2 separate regions of the Macaca mulatta genome follow, and region 2 is linked to region 1. A link is a contact called in public Hi-C data. All regions are on one chromosome and are shown on one strand. The core of a region is the stretch at or near the end of the contact, and the rest is flanking DNA. Distances in the headings are between cores, read along the strand shown.

Evidence for each region. Hi-C and Micro-C count contacts between places; a contact is called where the count stands out from the background.
Region 2: a contact with region 1 is called in a Hi-C map of fetal cortex germinal zone, with 2.1 times the contacts expected there. The contact joins the promoter of FKBPL here to the promoter of RNF5 in region 1. A contact is called at or near these places in 4 of 14 Hi-C or Micro-C datasets (CD4 T cells, blood, cortical neurons and 1 more).

The regions. Positions count from the first base shown.
Region 1 is chr4:150,140,727-150,148,533 of T2T-MMU8v2.0, reverse strand. It overlaps RNF5 (ring finger protein 5), which reads left to right and starts at 5,000. Exons shown (of 6, transcript NM_001205116.1): 1 at 5,000-5,153; 2 at 6,054-6,072; 3 at 6,164-6,276; 4 at 6,390-6,444; 5 at 6,522-6,639; 6 at 6,742-7,231. The coding sequence starts at 5,014. The coding sequence ends at 6,839. It overlaps AGPAT1 (1-acylglycerol-3-phosphate O-acyltransferase 1), which reads right to left and starts at 3,840. Exons shown (of 8, transcript NM_001194646.1): 1 at 3,734-3,840; 2 at 2,309-2,394. It overlaps AGER (advanced glycosylation end-product specific receptor), which reads right to left. Exons shown (of 11, transcript NM_001205117.1): 11 at 7,537-7,752. The coding sequence ends at 7,656.
Region 2 is chr4:150,185,634-150,193,440 of T2T-MMU8v2.0, reverse strand. FKBPL (FKBP prolyl isomerase like) reads right to left here and starts at 4,922. Exons shown (of 2, transcript NM_001194632.2): 1 at 4,723-4,922; 2 at 3,284-4,482. The coding sequence starts at 4,408. The coding sequence ends at 3,359. ATF6B (activating transcription factor 6 beta) reads right to left here and starts at 2,925. Exons shown (of 18, transcript XM_078000383.1): 1 at 2,748-2,925; 2 at 2,302-2,381; 3 at 2,073-2,151; 4 at 1,735-1,826; 5 at 759-894. The coding sequence starts at 2,862.

The DNA.
Region 1 (7,807 bases), core at 3,751-6,250:
AGATTTTTCTGTTAATACAAATTTTTCTGAAACGCAGAGCATTTCCCTGTCTTGCCTAAAGGTTCTTCTTGACAAGTTGACTTCTGCTTACATCTTCGACCACATCCTCACAAAACTCTTTTTGTTCCAGTCAAACTGATTCACTTCAGTTCCTCAGACACCATGATCTTTCACGCTTCTGCACCTTGAACATGCTGTTCCCTTTGACTGGAATGCCCGGATCTTTTCCTGCCTCACACAGCTCAGTGTCACCTTTCGGAGGGCTGCCTGAACCCCTCCAGGCCTGTGCTTTCATTACACTTTTATCTTGACCAGTGGGTCTTGAAGTGTAGAAATGCAAATTATTAGACTTCACCCCAGATCTACTGAATCAGAAATTCTGGGCATTAGGTCCAGCAATCTATTTTTCTTTTTCTCACTCAGACTGGTTTTGAACTTCTGGGCTCAGGTGATCCTCCTGCCTCAGCCTTCCAAACTGTTGGGATTACAGGTGTGAGCCATCATGGCTGGTTAGCAATCTGTATTTTAACAAGCCCTCTGGTGAGTCTGATGTGCGCTTGAATTTAAGAACCACTGATCTTGACAACACACTATGTGTTGACTGGCATTTTTGTTTCCCTCCTTAGGCTGTAAGCAGCTTAAGGACAGGGACTCTGTCTTATCTCCAATACCAGGACAATAGGAGATGGAGTAGGTGCTCAACAAACACTTGCTGAACAGATTCTAAGGCTATATACACACCCACAGAGCCACAACTAATGACAGAGATGGCAGTTCTGATCACAAATTAGATAGTTACCCTCTTGAGTAGTACTGACTACTAAAAGAAAAGTCACTGAGAAAGTAACGAACACATGAAGCCTAATGGTAACCGACTCTGAATAGATACATGCAATACATGGCCATAATGAAGGCAGAGTAACAATAATCAAGAAGAGGTCATGTCACAAGAGAAATGCACAGAATGGGATTAACATGCCACAGGGAAAGATGCTGCTCTCATCAAATGTGTGCCAACAGTGAAAAGAATGGAAGATAATGTCCATAAATACCAACGATGGGGTTCACAGCAGGATTGACCCTGTGACATGCATTGATCTCATGGACACAGACTGTACACAGTCACTGGAAAGATAATGTTTGTGTAGAGAGGTATGGGCCAGGGAGGTCACCAAGGTAAGGCATGCAGGGATGGTTCTTTGCAGACCTGGAGACCCAGTTACCTTCTTCTCTAACACTTGATATTAAGTGACCCTCTTCAGAGAACAAAAGTCCAAGGATTTAGAAATGCAATGGAGGGCCAAATTTAATGAGCGTACGGTTCATAAAATACACTGATGATAAATTTATAACACACATTCTATGGTCCTGTTACATCAGTGTATTGTGCAAAGGGGCATACACATGTGTTCTGTGAACTGTGACTGGGAAAACACAGCAAACGGGCCAACTGAGTCAGACATGAGTGTGTAGGCTATTCAGCCAAGCCATGGGATCCCACACATGAAGACTACTGCAAATGGTAGGACCACAGACATGTCAGCCAAAGTAAAATAAGGTATATAACCTTCACATGCTGAAATAAACATGCCAAAACATAAAACGTGCGAGTAACAGGAAACTATAAAACAGGTGCAATATAAGAAAACTCACACACATGCGGTACTTGAACATGTCAAAACTGGATGTGAGACGTGGACACAAGAACGGAGAATGGGCAATTCTGATGGAAAATAACACACCATTTCTACACAGCCTATGGAGAGCATTGGGACAACCTAGTTGCACACAAGCCATTAAACATGTCAAAGGCACACAGACTCAATGTAGAAAACATGGCTCCCATAAGGCATTTGTGTGTAAGGGTCCAGCAGTGTGGAAGGCCACTGAGAAACAAGAGGTCCTGTGCCTAGATGGAAACAGAGGGGCCTAAGGGTATATTCCTAAGAGGCAAATTCTGCTGGCCGCCTCCCCTCATGACCCCCGCAAGAGTCATGTGGGGTCAAAGGGCAAGAAAAGGAATTGGGGAAGGTGTAGGGAATTCCCTCTCCAGGATTCCCTGTGCACACTCCCAGTCCCAAATTCACAAGGGTTTCCATTTCTCCCCCTCCCGTGTCTCTTCCATCCTTCCTCCCTCTCAGGTCCCCTCTCCTATCCCCAGCAACCCTCTTCCCAGTCAGCCCCTCTCCTTTCCCCAGCAACCATCTCCCCCAGTCGGCCCTCCCAGACCCAATCTCTCCCCTTCCCCTCATCCTAGTCGCTTTCAGCACCCTCTTCCCTCCTCCTCCCATCCCTTTCCCGCCCACACCTCAGTGGGGTGGGGGGCCTGGGGGGCTGGCCCCCTCCCCAGCCAGGCTGCGGCAGCGGTGGTGGCGGATGGCTGTGTCTCTGCCTCTGTCGGGGTGTCGGTGCCAAGGGGGCGACGGGATTTGGGGGTGTCCTAGCCCCGGCCGATGGAGGGGAGGTGGGAGTGGGAGGTTGGGCCCATAGCGGTAGGAATGGTGGGGGGTTGTCCCCCCAGCACCCTCCCTCCCTCCCTCCCTTTCTGCTGTCTTTCTGAGGGCTGGGGCTTCTGCTGCCGCTATTCCCCCCCTACCCCTCCCCAACGCCTGCTGGTTTCCGGGGCCGGCCAGGAAGTGGAGGGCGGTGATGGGCAGCCTGTTTTGCCAATCGTCTCCCAGAAACTCAGGCATCTCCTCCCCACGTCTACCAGTGTACTCTTGGGAGCCCCGCCCCAGGAGGGCTCAGGCGGGCCCTCCCTCTGCCTTTGCTCCCATCTCTGGCTCCAGCTGCATCTTTTTATTCTCTAACTCCCTTTGAGTTCTGGATCCCCTGGTGCTATATTTCTCCTTCGGCACATTCCTTCCTTTATTCTCCATCAGCTCTCTTTTAACTGCCACTTTTACTTGGTCTCTTTTTTTCTCAACTCCGGTTATCTGCTGCTTATTCCCCGCAACTATTCTTAAGGACCCCTCTTCCCGTTCCCCTTTCAATTCTAAGCATTTATCAAACACCTACCTACCATATGACAAGCATTAAGTTCACCTCTCTTATTTTTCTCTCCAGGACTCCATCTCACCCCATCTCACTCTCCAGTCCTCTGGTCTGGTTTCCTTTGCCCTTTGTCCCTCACTATCTCCCAGCTGTCCAGCTCCCCCCTCCACCTGCCTTCTCTGACCTTTAAAGAGATCTCTTTGGCCTCATCCCTGAACCTTTCCTTTTCCATGCTCTTTTCCTTCTGTACTTTTTCTTTCCTACTTCCTTCCTATCAGTCTCCTTACTTCCCCAAGCTGAGACAACCCCTTCTCACAACATACAATATGGGTACATCTTTTCTTCCAATGGAAATTGGGCGTCAGGAGTGCTTTCTAGAAAAAGACAAAGTGAGGAAGAATGCCGATTCCTCTGGATGAGGATGCCTCCTTAATTTGGTAGCCATGTATCTAGTTTTCCACCCCCTCTTCTCTTCCTCCACTCCCATTATCACTTTACTAGGATCATTCCATCACTTCACTCTCCTTCATTTCCACCTTTCCCTCTCAATATCTTAAACCTCCAGTTTCCTGAATCCTCATCTGCCCCAGTCCTTCTTTACGCAACTGCTAACTTCTCATCTTTCCTTACTTTTGAGTCACATGGGATCTTTTATCAAGGTCCCGCCTCTAGCCACACCTTTACCCTGCATGAGTTTACATGCCCTCGGGAAGAGGATTGGTAGTGGGAAGACTGTTACCTAGTTCTGCTCCTTTGGACACAGTGAGGGTCAATGATTGTAGGAAAGGCCCAAACTCTCCGGGGTCCAACCCTGGAGGAAGACCCTATTTCTGATGGGCAAATTATAAGGAGGAAAGGGCGGGTCTTAAGGAGACCCCCCGTGGGTCTCCTTAAAAGGGGCGGGCCGTGCCTCTTCTGCACCAGTCACAAAGAGGGTGAGCCCAGAGCTTTTCTGCTCTGAAGGTTTAAAACGGAGTTTAAGTCAATCCTGTTCTACTCTGTGTACAACATTAAGAAAGGAGTGGGCCTTTAGTTCAGTTTTGCTCTGTAAATCACCTAAAGTGGGGAGGGCTGAGTCGTCCAGCCGAATGAGTTAACACCAGCTCCGCAGATCGATGTTCGTACTATCCAAACGTCGGGCTAATCCCAGTTCTGCTCCCTTAACTAAAAGCGAGGGGCAGACCCAAGTTCTGCTCTCTACGTCACCACAGGAGGTTGGAGCCATTTTGAACCCTGCGACCCTAGTGTTTTCCCTCTTTCCCTAGCTCTTCGCCGTCTTTCCCGATGTCGGCCAATCAGGGGAAAAGGAAAAGGCCCAATCAGCAGAAAGTCCACAGCTGAAGGACCCGGATGAAGCGAGCCGAGGACTTTGAACTGCAAGCCTCGCCAATTGTAGAGCAGTCACCATAGCGACAAGATAGGGGTGAAGAGGTGGAACAAGATAAGGTTCAACCCTCACGCGATTGGCCCACCCCCGTCCCGCCGCGTGCTGCGCAGGCGCGTTTTACCTAACCACCATTTTCCGTCAAGTTCTAGCCAATGAGTTGCTTTGGAACCATACGCTCCAAAGTCCAATAGCAATCCGGACATTCTCAGAAAGAGGAAGCGAAGGAAAGAAAGGGGCTTATAGTGGGCGAGGTCTATAGGTAGTCCCGAGCAAATTGCTTCTGGCTTTGGTTATGACTGACAACTACTCAGACGAATAAAGCCCTCCGCGGCCAGGCGACAGGGTGTAGCGAGTTATTACCAATCCCTTGGCATTGCACATTGACTTAGGCCGTATCAGCCAATAGCCATTGTGCGAAGGCAGGACCACACGAACCTTTTCCCGCCCCTACTCTTTGGGCCAATCCTTTCTTTTGAATTCTTTGTGATTGGCAGGCATTCAGACCAATAGTGATTAGGAAACCTTCACGCCTGCCCAACGATCCTGGGCAGGAGGTGGTTTCTGGTTTGTTGGGGCGTGTGTATGTGTATTTGGGGGGACTGAAGGGTACGTGGGGCGAAACAAAACCGGCCATGGCAGCAGCGGAGGAGGAGGACGGGGGCCCCGAAGGGCCAAATCGCGAGCGGGGCGGGGCGGGCGCGACCTTCGAATGTAATATATGTTTGGAGACTGCTCGGGAAGCTGTGGTCAGTGTGTGTGGCCACCTGTACTGGTGAGAATCGAGGAGAGGGGCGGAAGGCGGTGGGTCTCGCTTATATACTGGGGAGGCTAGGAGCGAATAATCATACAGTCATACAGATAATCGGAGGGCACGTTCCCATAGGTGAGGCCCGACAGGAGACATACGACTTTGCTGGTATGTGTGGGTGGGAGTATAATGTCTCTACGGTCGAGATCTGTGGAAAGAAAGGTCTTAGGAACCAGGAGCGGGGGCATGTGATGTGCTGAGAAGAGGAGGTGGGGCGGGGAGTGGCGGGACAATGTGAGACCCGAGCCACCTTACCCCAGAGAAGCGACGGGTCTTAGCTGTGCAGGTGGAAACAGATGAGACACAGAGGTTAAGGGGAGGCACGCATCAGTTGAGTCGGGGAGAACCAGGAAATATGGATCACATTCAGATGAGATCTGGGAGGGGGCTGGTACGAAGGCACTGTGGAGAGGCAGACTTGAAAGGTTAAAGGGTCGTAAAGACAGGGACATTATTGAGCTTGAAAGTGAGGAAAAGGAGTAATGGGAGAATGTGCTAGTAAAGGGGTTTGGTTTGGAGTGATGGGGTTGGGGTTGAAAAGCGGAAACCCGGAAAGAGGTGGCTAAAGGGAATTAGAAATTAACTTGAAAGGCAGAAAAGAGAGGGCACGAAAATTTGTACGTGTTTGTTGGGGAGAGGAGAAAGGAGAGGGTTGAGTGTGTTGAGGATGGACAGAGCTTTAGATGTTGGAAGATCAGACAAGCAGGAAGGCCAAGTTGGCTGGCATGGTAGAGGTTGCAGAAAATCTGAAAAGCAACAGCAGGTTGCCTGGAAAGAGGAGTGAGATGGGATTCTGTGAAGTCTGGGGGTCTGTGTCTCTCTTTTCTGTAGCTAGTTTGACTTTTTTTTTCCTCCCCCATCCAGTTGGCCATGTCTTCATCAGGTGCGTACTCGGGAGATGAAGAGGGAAATGGGGAGGTCTGAGGAGCTGGAAGACCCTCTTGTATACTGGAAACCACTTTTTTTCTCCCCAGTGGCTGGAGACAAGGCCAGAGCGGCAAGAGTGTCCAGTATGTAAAGCTGGGATCAGCAGAGAGAAGGTTGTCCCGCTTTATGGGCGAGGGAGCCAAAAGCCCCAGGATCCCAGGTGAGAGACTGGAGGTGTTGCTCAGGGAAGATTGAAGGCTTCTGCCCTTGGAAAACGGTGTGGAAGATGACAGGAGAAAATTCTCTGTTAACTTTCTCTCTCCTCTTCCTCAGATTAAAAACTCCACCCCGCCCCCAGGGCCAGAGACCAGCTCCAGAGAGCAGAGGGGTGAGTCTTCCTGTCCAGTTGTGTCCCTTCCTTGACAGGTTTTCCGGCTTCCCATCTGACTTTTTCTACCTCCCTAGGCATTCCAGCCATTTGGTGATACTGGGGGCTTCCACTTCTCATTTGGTGTTGGTGCTTTTCCCTTTGGCTTTTTCACCACCGTCTTCAATGCCCATGAGCCTTTCCGCCGGGGTACAGGTAAGAGTCACATTCAGCTCCCATCAGGGAGCCCTGTGAATCCCCTCAGGCCCCCTCCCAGCCTAGAAGCATACGCTTCCACAGCTTTCCTCTCTCCCACAGGTGTGGATCTGGGACAGGGTCACCCGGCCTCCAGCTGGCAGGATTCCCTCTTCCTGTTTCTCGCCATCTTCTTCTTTTTTTGGCTGCTCAGTATTTGAGCTATGTCTCCTTCCTGCCCACCTCCAGCCAGAGGAGAATCAGTATTGGGGGTCCCTGCTGACCCTTCCTTACTCATGGATCCCCTTGACCTCTCTATTTCTGTTGGCTAAGGCCAGCCCTGGACATTCTCCAGGAAAGCTTGGGGAGGAGGAGTGAAGTCTGTGCATAGATGGGAGAGCCTTCTGCTCAGAAGCTCACTCAGTAACATTATAATTCTCTGCCCTGGGGAAGGAGGATGGATTGAGAGAATGTCTTTCTTCTCTTCTAAGTCTTTGCTTTCCCTGATTTCTTGATTTGATCTTGAAAGGGGGGCAAAGCTCCCTCTGACTCTTCCCCCACTCCCATCTTATTGATTTAATTTAATTTTTCACTCCCCAGAGTCTAATATGGGTTCTGATTCTTAAGTGCTTCCTCCCCCTTACTACCTCCTTTAATACAAATTCAATAAAAAAGGTGAAATGTGTTGATGGGATCTCTTCCCAAGTTTGCCCCCCACCTTCCTCCCTCCCTCTCTTGACAGAAGCATCTTCTCCCCAACTTGAGTAGATGTTTGGTGCAGTGTGGGGGAAGTGTGGGGGTGAGTCCCTTTCCTTCAGGGCCCTCAAGGGTGTAGGGGTGAGGTTGTGTCTCACACACATATACACAGACACACGAGAGCAAGATGTGTCAGGTGTTTACTCATCATTGTGGGGGGCTCTGGTTGTAGAAGAAAGTTTGGCAAGGTGGGGTTATACAGGAGAGAGTTGGTCTGGGGCCAGAACAGTTTAAGGGAAAAAGAAAAGGGAGCTGGTGGATGGGATCTCTCTGTGGGCCCCTCAAGGCCCTCCAGTACCACTCTCGCCTGCCTCAGGTTCCTCCGACTGATTCAGCTCTGCACGCTCCTCCTCTTCCTCCTGGTTTTCTGAGGCCTTCCTGAGGAGGAAGATTGTGGAGAATGCTGCACGTTGTCGTTCCACCCCCCACCCCT
Region 2 (7,807 bases), core at 3,673-6,172, 45 kb before region 1:
TATGAGTAAATAAACTTGAGAACACTTTAAAAACAGAACAAATAATGTTAATTGTAGAATCTAGTTTAGTATATGGTGTTCTAGCCTTTCTGTATGTTTAAAAATGTTTATGGGCTGGGCGCGATGGCTCATGCCTGTAATGCCAGAACTTTGGGAGGCTGAGGTGGGCGAATCGTGAGTTCAGGAGTTCAAGACCAGCCTGGCCAACATGGTGAAACCCCATCTCTACTAAAAATACAAAAAATTAGCGGGCGCCTATAATCCCAGGTACTTGGGAGGCTGAGACAGGAGAATCACTTGAACCTGGGAGGTGGAGGTTGCAGTGAGCCTAGATCACGCCACTGTACTTTAGCCTAGGCGACAGTGTGAGACCCTGTCTCAACAACAACAAAAATGTTTATAATAAAATGTTGGGTGGAGGGGAATCACACAGATAGATATGCCCTAAACTGCTCACGTTTTTTAAAAAGCAAGTTGAATGGCATGACAGAATACTAGAACAAGAAAAAGAGAGAAAAATGATCTCCATCTCCTCAGCACTGCCCTTGCTGCGGTTCCCTGAAATGTTTCCTTTCCTTCCTGCCTTCCCTCCTGGTTTTCTGCCATTTCCCCTCCCGACCTTTTTCTCCCTGTCCTGCTGCCTGCACTTCCCCTCTATCTACACACACACACACACACACACACACACATACACACACACACACACACAACACATTCTCCTGTAGTAAAGCCGAGGATTTGGGCCAGGCTGTTATTACCTGAGCAATCATCAGAAGTGGGGACTACGTTGATCTGGACAGTTTCAAATGAGGATGTTGGGTCATCTCCCAGGAGACACAGTGGGGGTGCCAAGGACTCTGTCTTCACATGGAGCACCTCCCCTACCCCAAGAGCCTGGGTGAGAGTTGGTGTGGGGCAGGAGGCAGAAAGAAGGGCAAAAAACACGGGAGATGTTGACAGTAAGAGCAAGAACAAAAAGCTTTAGAAGTTTAGGGCTTACAAGCCATCAATTATTTGACATTCTGGTCTGAATGGTACTGAGCATCTTTCTATCCTGTTCATTCTTTCTACTTTATTTCTGGGAGAATTGATGAAGTCTCATGATTTCAAATATGGCCTTAGAGTGGACAACTTGGGCAAGAACAGTTCCAGAATTCTCAGCAGTTAATAACTCTCTTCTTCCCAGCCCCACATAACTCTTTATATTAAAAAGACCCCAGATCAGGCGTGGTGGCTTATACCTGTAATCCAAGCACTTTGGGATGCCAAGGTGGGAGGATCACTTGAGCCTAGGAGTTTAAGACCACTCTGGGCAACATAGGAAGACCCCATTTTTACAAACAATAATAAAAAAAATTAGCCAGGCATGGTGGCATGTGTCTATGGTCCCAGCTACTCAAGAGGCTGAGGCAGGAGGATCATCTGAGCTCAGGAGGTCAAGGCTACAGTAAGCCGTGACCATGTCACTACACTGTAGTTTGGGTGACAGAGGGAGGCCCTATCTCAAAAAAAAAAAGAAAAGACAAAAAACATCTTCACTGCTAGATAACCAAAAGGGATGTGGAAAATGAGGATATTAAGGAAATGGCAAAGTTAGTGGAGAAGGCCCCCCACACCTCACACACCTCATGACTCACAGTACACAAATCATTTAAATCACTTCTTTGTCACCCACGGGTGAAGGGAATGAAATAGAGTCCCTGCCACAGAGAGTAGGTGGGATATGGCTCTCACCTCGCTGGAGGGCTCTGTGGAGAGATGTGATGACTCGGAGCTGCGGGAGGAGGAAGAGCAGGGGGAAGACGGCTCAGACTTCACCTGAAGATCTGGAGGAAAGGGAGTTAGAAATTATCAGGAAGCAGAGTTTGAGAAGAGTCCAAAAAGTACCCAAGGACATGTCTGTGGGGATTCCCGCACCACAGCGAGGGAGAAGAAACAAAAATTGGGGATTGAAGGAGAGAGGATAGGCACTTACGTAGAGGTGTGAGAATATAGGAAGCTACGTAGTTTCTGGGAAACAGTGGGAAATGAGGGTTTCTGGAAAGCTGAGGGAACCACAAAGTCTACCTTACCTGGCAAGATCGGCAGGAGTTCCCATGGGGGCTCAGGGGGGCTGACATCCATCCCCACGTCCAGGGAGCTGCCGTCAAACTAAATAACGGAGGATATAAGAGGACAGGAGTGTGAGAAAGGGTGAGAAAGTAGGGGTGACTCCAGATGAGCTCTGGCCTGTGAATGAGTCCAGGTTCTGGGCTCACTTTCCACCCACTAAGGGTTAGAGAAAGGCTGGGGACACAATACCGGGACATCCTGCTCGGGGCAACGGAAGAGCTGCGTCTGCTCCTCGGCCACTTCATCTAGGCCAGAATACAAGGTGCTGTCTGCAAAGAATACCGAGTGTCAGGGGGGTCGTTTAGTGGGCCCAGCCTACCGATCGCACACAAGCCCCCGCCCCATCCCTCATTGGCTCCGCTCGGCCAGACCCACCGCCCGCCCACTTGAAAAGTGATACAACCAGAGGACTTCAGCCCCTCCTTCTCCGACCCCGGAACAACTCGACGTTCCAGCAGGGAGCAGTTCTTCCCCGACTTTTGTATCCCCTTAATGCACAACGATCCCCCTGTTCCGCCCTCCTTCAGATGGCGGATTCCGTATTTGCCCAGACTTCCTCTTTAGGCCTCTGCTTCTTTCCCGCGTGCCTCAGGGACACAGTTTGCCATAGCCCCCTCCCCTCCCCGGGGCCTCACTCTGCAGACCCCAGTCCTCCGGGCTCAGCAGGTTGTCGGCGAAGAAACGCGTCGGGTCGGCAATCTCGCTGAGGAGCATCAGCTCCGCCATCTTTCCCCCCCACCCCCCAACCATGAGACGGCTCCCAAGGCCCGCCTCTCCCCATTACCAACTAATCAGTTGACTCTTTTAAAAAAGGGGGCGTCCCGGAAGCCCTACCGACCAGTAAGAGACCTGGATGCTGAGCACGTGAATCAACAGACGCGGATGGCTGTGTAGGCGGGCCCAATGGGAGCACTGCAGCAGGAAGTAACTTCCAGACAGTGCCAGACCGCCAAGCGCATGCGCCAAACAGGCTCCAGTGATAAAGAGCCTGGGAGATGTAGTACCCAGTATTAAGGTCCACCATCTCCCCCAGCCACTAAGTTTAGTTTAGACAGCTTTTGTGTGTCTTCGGAGATAGCTAAGTCCCTCAAAAGGGGCGCAGTGGGACCACTGCTACCTCCTCTAGGAAGCCAAAAGCTGAGAATGGGATATGGGCTGAAACCTTCCCTCTGGCCCCCTAACCCCAAATCTCACAGCACAGACGACAATTCACAAGTTCCTGTCTCTTTTAAGGTTTAACTTTTAATCAGCCAAACATCTTGCGCAGACCCTGAGCCAGCCCAGCATCCTGCTTCTTCCCCTGAATGACCACCTTCCCCAGTTCCTCTTGGGCTGCCCGGTTTTTGGGATCTATCGCCAGCACCTTCTTGAGGTCAGCAGTTGCTTTTTCCAGGTTCCCAAGGGCAGCCTGGGCAACCCCCCTTCGGTATAAGGCCTTTAAATGGCCAGGCTCTCGCTCCAACACCCGGTCACAGCTCTGGGCTGCCAACTGAGGCTGCCCTAGCAACAACTGACAGGCAGCCAGATTGGCATGAAGGACAGTTCGTTCTGGAGGGCCAGGTGGGGGTAAAGTCAGCAGCAGCCGAAGAGCCCGTCCATAGCATCGGGCAGCTCCTTCAGCGTTCCCAGCTCGAAATAGTTCTGTGCCCCTTGCACGTTCTTCCCTGGCCAGCGCTTCCTTCTCGCTAGTCTCCAGCTCCCAGGAGTCCCGGCCTTGAGTGAAGGACGCCAGTGTGAGCCTGACAGGAGGTCCAGAGTGCCCAGGCAGCTGAAGCTCTGCTTCTTCACCTTGACACATGGACTCCAAGCATTTCTCTATGAGCTCCCCCCAAGTTTCCTCTCTCCATGGCCCTACGCCCATTGTTAGCTCTGTCCAGCCCTCTGGCGGCCCTGATCCGAAAGGAAACCCCAAAGCCAGTACCCGGCAGCAGGAGCCTAGTTTGGGTTTGTCCAAGCCATGGCCACGGATTATGATCTTCTTGACAAAGCTCCCGTCGGGACAGTACCAGAGATCAGAAGCTTGAAGGGCCTCTGACATCTGACTGGTTGATCCATGAGACTTATGAGAGTCTCCTTCAAGTTCAGCAACCAGTTTTTCAGTTCCTTGAGTATTCTCTAGAATTTGGCTGGCTGGATCTGGGCTTACTCCCAGCTCAAGTGTTTCGGTAGGAGGGTCTCGGGGCTGCTGCCTAATCTGAGTAACTGAATCAAAGTTCTCCCGAAAGTTCTTTTCCCACTGTTGTTGCGGCTGAGAGGTGTCCTTTTCTCCAGTTGTACTGACTGCTGGCGTCTCCATTTGAATGCTTGGTCCCTTCCACCATGAGTGAACAGTTTTGGTCAGAAAGGGATGAATCAGGTTCAGGTCAGCACCTGTAAAGAAAACCAAACAATGCTAATAGCAGGGTTCTTATTTAGACTCCTTTCTCGTTCTTTCCTATTCTTCTGAGACCCAGGCCCCCAGTCCTCAAAGTCCCCAATATTACTTTCCTCCAAAAATCTGCTCGAGCTTCCCCGTTCCACCCATATATAACTTAGAACTATATATTCCACAATTCCCTGCGGTTAAGGTAGCCGCGCCAACTACGGACACCCGGTCGGGTCAATAAGTACCTCCGCGGCCAAAGTGGCTAGCATGGTGGCAGGAGGAGCCGGGCCACGGGAATCACCTCTCCTTCCAAAGCTAAATGGTTACTGAATACTGCCCTCGGAGCCTTGCCCCACGCGGAGAGGGCAGCCGGAGAGGGGAGGGGGGCGGAACAACTGGGAAAGATACTGACGACTAACCCTGGAGTTCGCGAGACTCCGAATCTAGTCAAATTCCTGGCAGCCAATCGGGAGGAGGGAGGAACTGGTTAGCCCGCCTATTGAACGTGACATCATTTCCTCCGCAACCATGAAGCTCTAGGCCTTAGCAACTGAGCAACTGAACTAGGCCAGAGCAACAGAACTAGGCAGAATCGAACAGAATTTGGCGAGGTCGGGCTGGCCAGGCCAGAATCAAAGTGAGCCAACATGGTGAGACCCTGTCTCTACTAAAAATACAAAAATTAGTAGGTCATGGTGGCGCGCGCCTGTAATCCCAACTACTCAGGAGGCTGAGACAGGAGCATAGCTTGAACTCGGGAGGCAGAAGTTGCAGTGAGCCGAGATCACACCGTTGCACTCCAGCCTGGGCGACAGAGGGAGACTCCAGACTGCGTCTCAAAAAAAAAAAAAAAAAAAAAAGTGGGCCGGGCGTGGTGGCTCACGCCTGTAATCCCAGCAGTTTGGGAGGCCGAGGCGGGCGGATCACTTGAGGTCAGGAGTTCAAGAACAGCCTGGACAAAATGGTGAAACCCCGTCTCTACTAAAAATACAAAAATTAGCCGGGCATGGTGGCGGGCGCCTGTATGCGAGCTACCCGGGTGACTGAGGCAGGAGAATGGCTTACCTGGGAGGCAGAGGTTGCAGTGAGCTGAGATCGCGCCATTGCACTCCAGCCTGGGCGACTGAGACTCTGGGAGGCCGAGGTGGGCGGATTACTAGGTCAGGAGATCGAGACCATCCTGGCCAACATGGTGAAATCTTGTCTCAACTAAAAACACAAAAAATTACCTGGGCGTGGTGACTTTCACTTGCGTCCGTGTGAAGAGACCACCAAACAGGCTTCGTGGGACCAATAAAGCTTTTTAATCACCTGGGTGCAGGCGGACTGAGTCCGAAAAGAGAGTCAGCGAAGGGAGATGGGGTGGGGCCGTTTTATAGGATTTGAGTAGGTAAAGGAAAATTACCGTCAAAGGGGGTTGTTCTCTGGCGGGCAGGGGTGGGGGTCACAAGGTGCTCAGTGGGGGAGCTTTTGAGCCAGGATGAGCCAGGAGAAGGAATTTCACAAGGTAATGTCATCAGTTAAGGCAGAAACAGGCCATTTTCACTTCTTTTGTGATTTTCCAGTTACTTCAGGCCATCTGGGTATACGTGTAGTCACAGGGGGTATGATGGCTTAGCTTGGGCTCAGAGGCCTGACAGTCAAGTGTGCCTGTAACCTCAGCTATGCTGGGGTGGGAGAATTGCTTGACCAGGGAGTGAGAGGTTGCAGTGAGCCAAGATCCTGCCACTGCAATCCAGCCTGGCGACAGAGCAAGACTCCCTCTCAAAAAAAAAAAAAAAAAAAAAAAAAAAAAAAAAAAAAAAGAGCCGGGCATTGTGGCGCACGACGGTAATCCCAGGCGGCGCGGGGTGGGGAGGGGATCACTTGAGGTCAGGAGTTGGAGACCAGCCTGGACAACATGGTGAAATCCAGCCTCTACTAAAATTACAAAAAAAAAAAAAAAAAAAAAAAAAAAAAAAAAAATTTGCCTGGCGTAAGGCACATCTGTAATCTCAGCTACTCGGAGGCTGAGGCAGGAGAATCGCATGAACCCAGGAAGCGGAGGTTGCGGTGAGCCCAGATCGCGCCAGGGCAACTCCAGCCTGGGCGACAGAGTGAGATTCCGTCTCAAAAAAAAAAAAAAAAAAAAAAAAAAAAAAGGCCAGGCGCGGTGGCTCACGCCTGTAATCCCAGCACTTTGGGAGGCCTAGGCGGGCGGATCACGAGGTCAGGATATCGACACCATCCTGGCTAACACGGTGAAAACCCGTCTCTATTAAAAATACAAAAAATTAGCGGGGCGTGGTGGCAGGCGCCTATAGTCCCAGCTACTCGGGAGGCTGAGGCAGGAGAATGGCGGGAACCCAGAAGGCGGAGCTTGCAGTGAGCCAAGATCATGCCACTGCACTCCAGCCTGGGCAACAGCGCGAGACTCCGTCTCAAAAAAAAAAAAAGTCAAAGTGTAGAGAAGTCCTGGAATGGAGACTGGGGCAGATGATGATAGAGTGGAGAATGGCAGAGGTGGTGGTAAGTGATAGTGGCAGCAGCCTTTTATCTGGAGACTTCAGGCCCTCCTATGTTAACTATCTTTATGTTTCGGAGCTCATTCAGTACAGGGTATTCAAAGATAAACCCTCGGGACTGTCTCTCCAACCGACCTTGTTCCTTGACTGCCTGAGGCTTCTCTTCACCTTTCCTTTCACATCCATCATTGCCTTTCAAGCCCTCCTTCATCAAGAAATCTTAGTGCTTTTCAAACATAAGTGTGCATACGTATCACCTAGGAAACTTGTTAAATTGCAGATTATGATTTAGGAAGTCTGGCGTGGGGCATGTGATTCTGCATTTCAATAAGTTGGTTAATGCAGATGCTGCTGGTTCATGAACCACACTTTTTTAATTTTTATTTTTAGAGAGATGGGGTCTCCCTGTGTTTACCAGGCTGGTCTCAAACTCCTGGCCTCAGGCTATCCTCCCATCTCAGCCTCCCAAAGTGCTGGGATTATAGGTGTGAGCTACCACACCCAGCAATGAACCAATGGCATGAGATTCTAGAATGGTCTCATCCCATTGTTTCTCCCCTGGCTCTGTGCCCTTTTAGTTTATCCTACATTTTGCATATATAACTGGTGTAACCTGCTCCACTGGGTGTAGCAGCTCCTCCTCCTAATAGAAGATCTAGAGACCTATTGTGATTCAGTCTTGCTTGTCCAGCTACCTACACAGCCTGGGCTACCACAGTTCTCCAGGAAAGAAGGATCCTACTCTGAGTACCTCACTTTGGCTCCCTCTTCAGTTTGCTCTCACCATTGTGCCTCAGACTATAACGACCATGCCAGGACAGCCAGG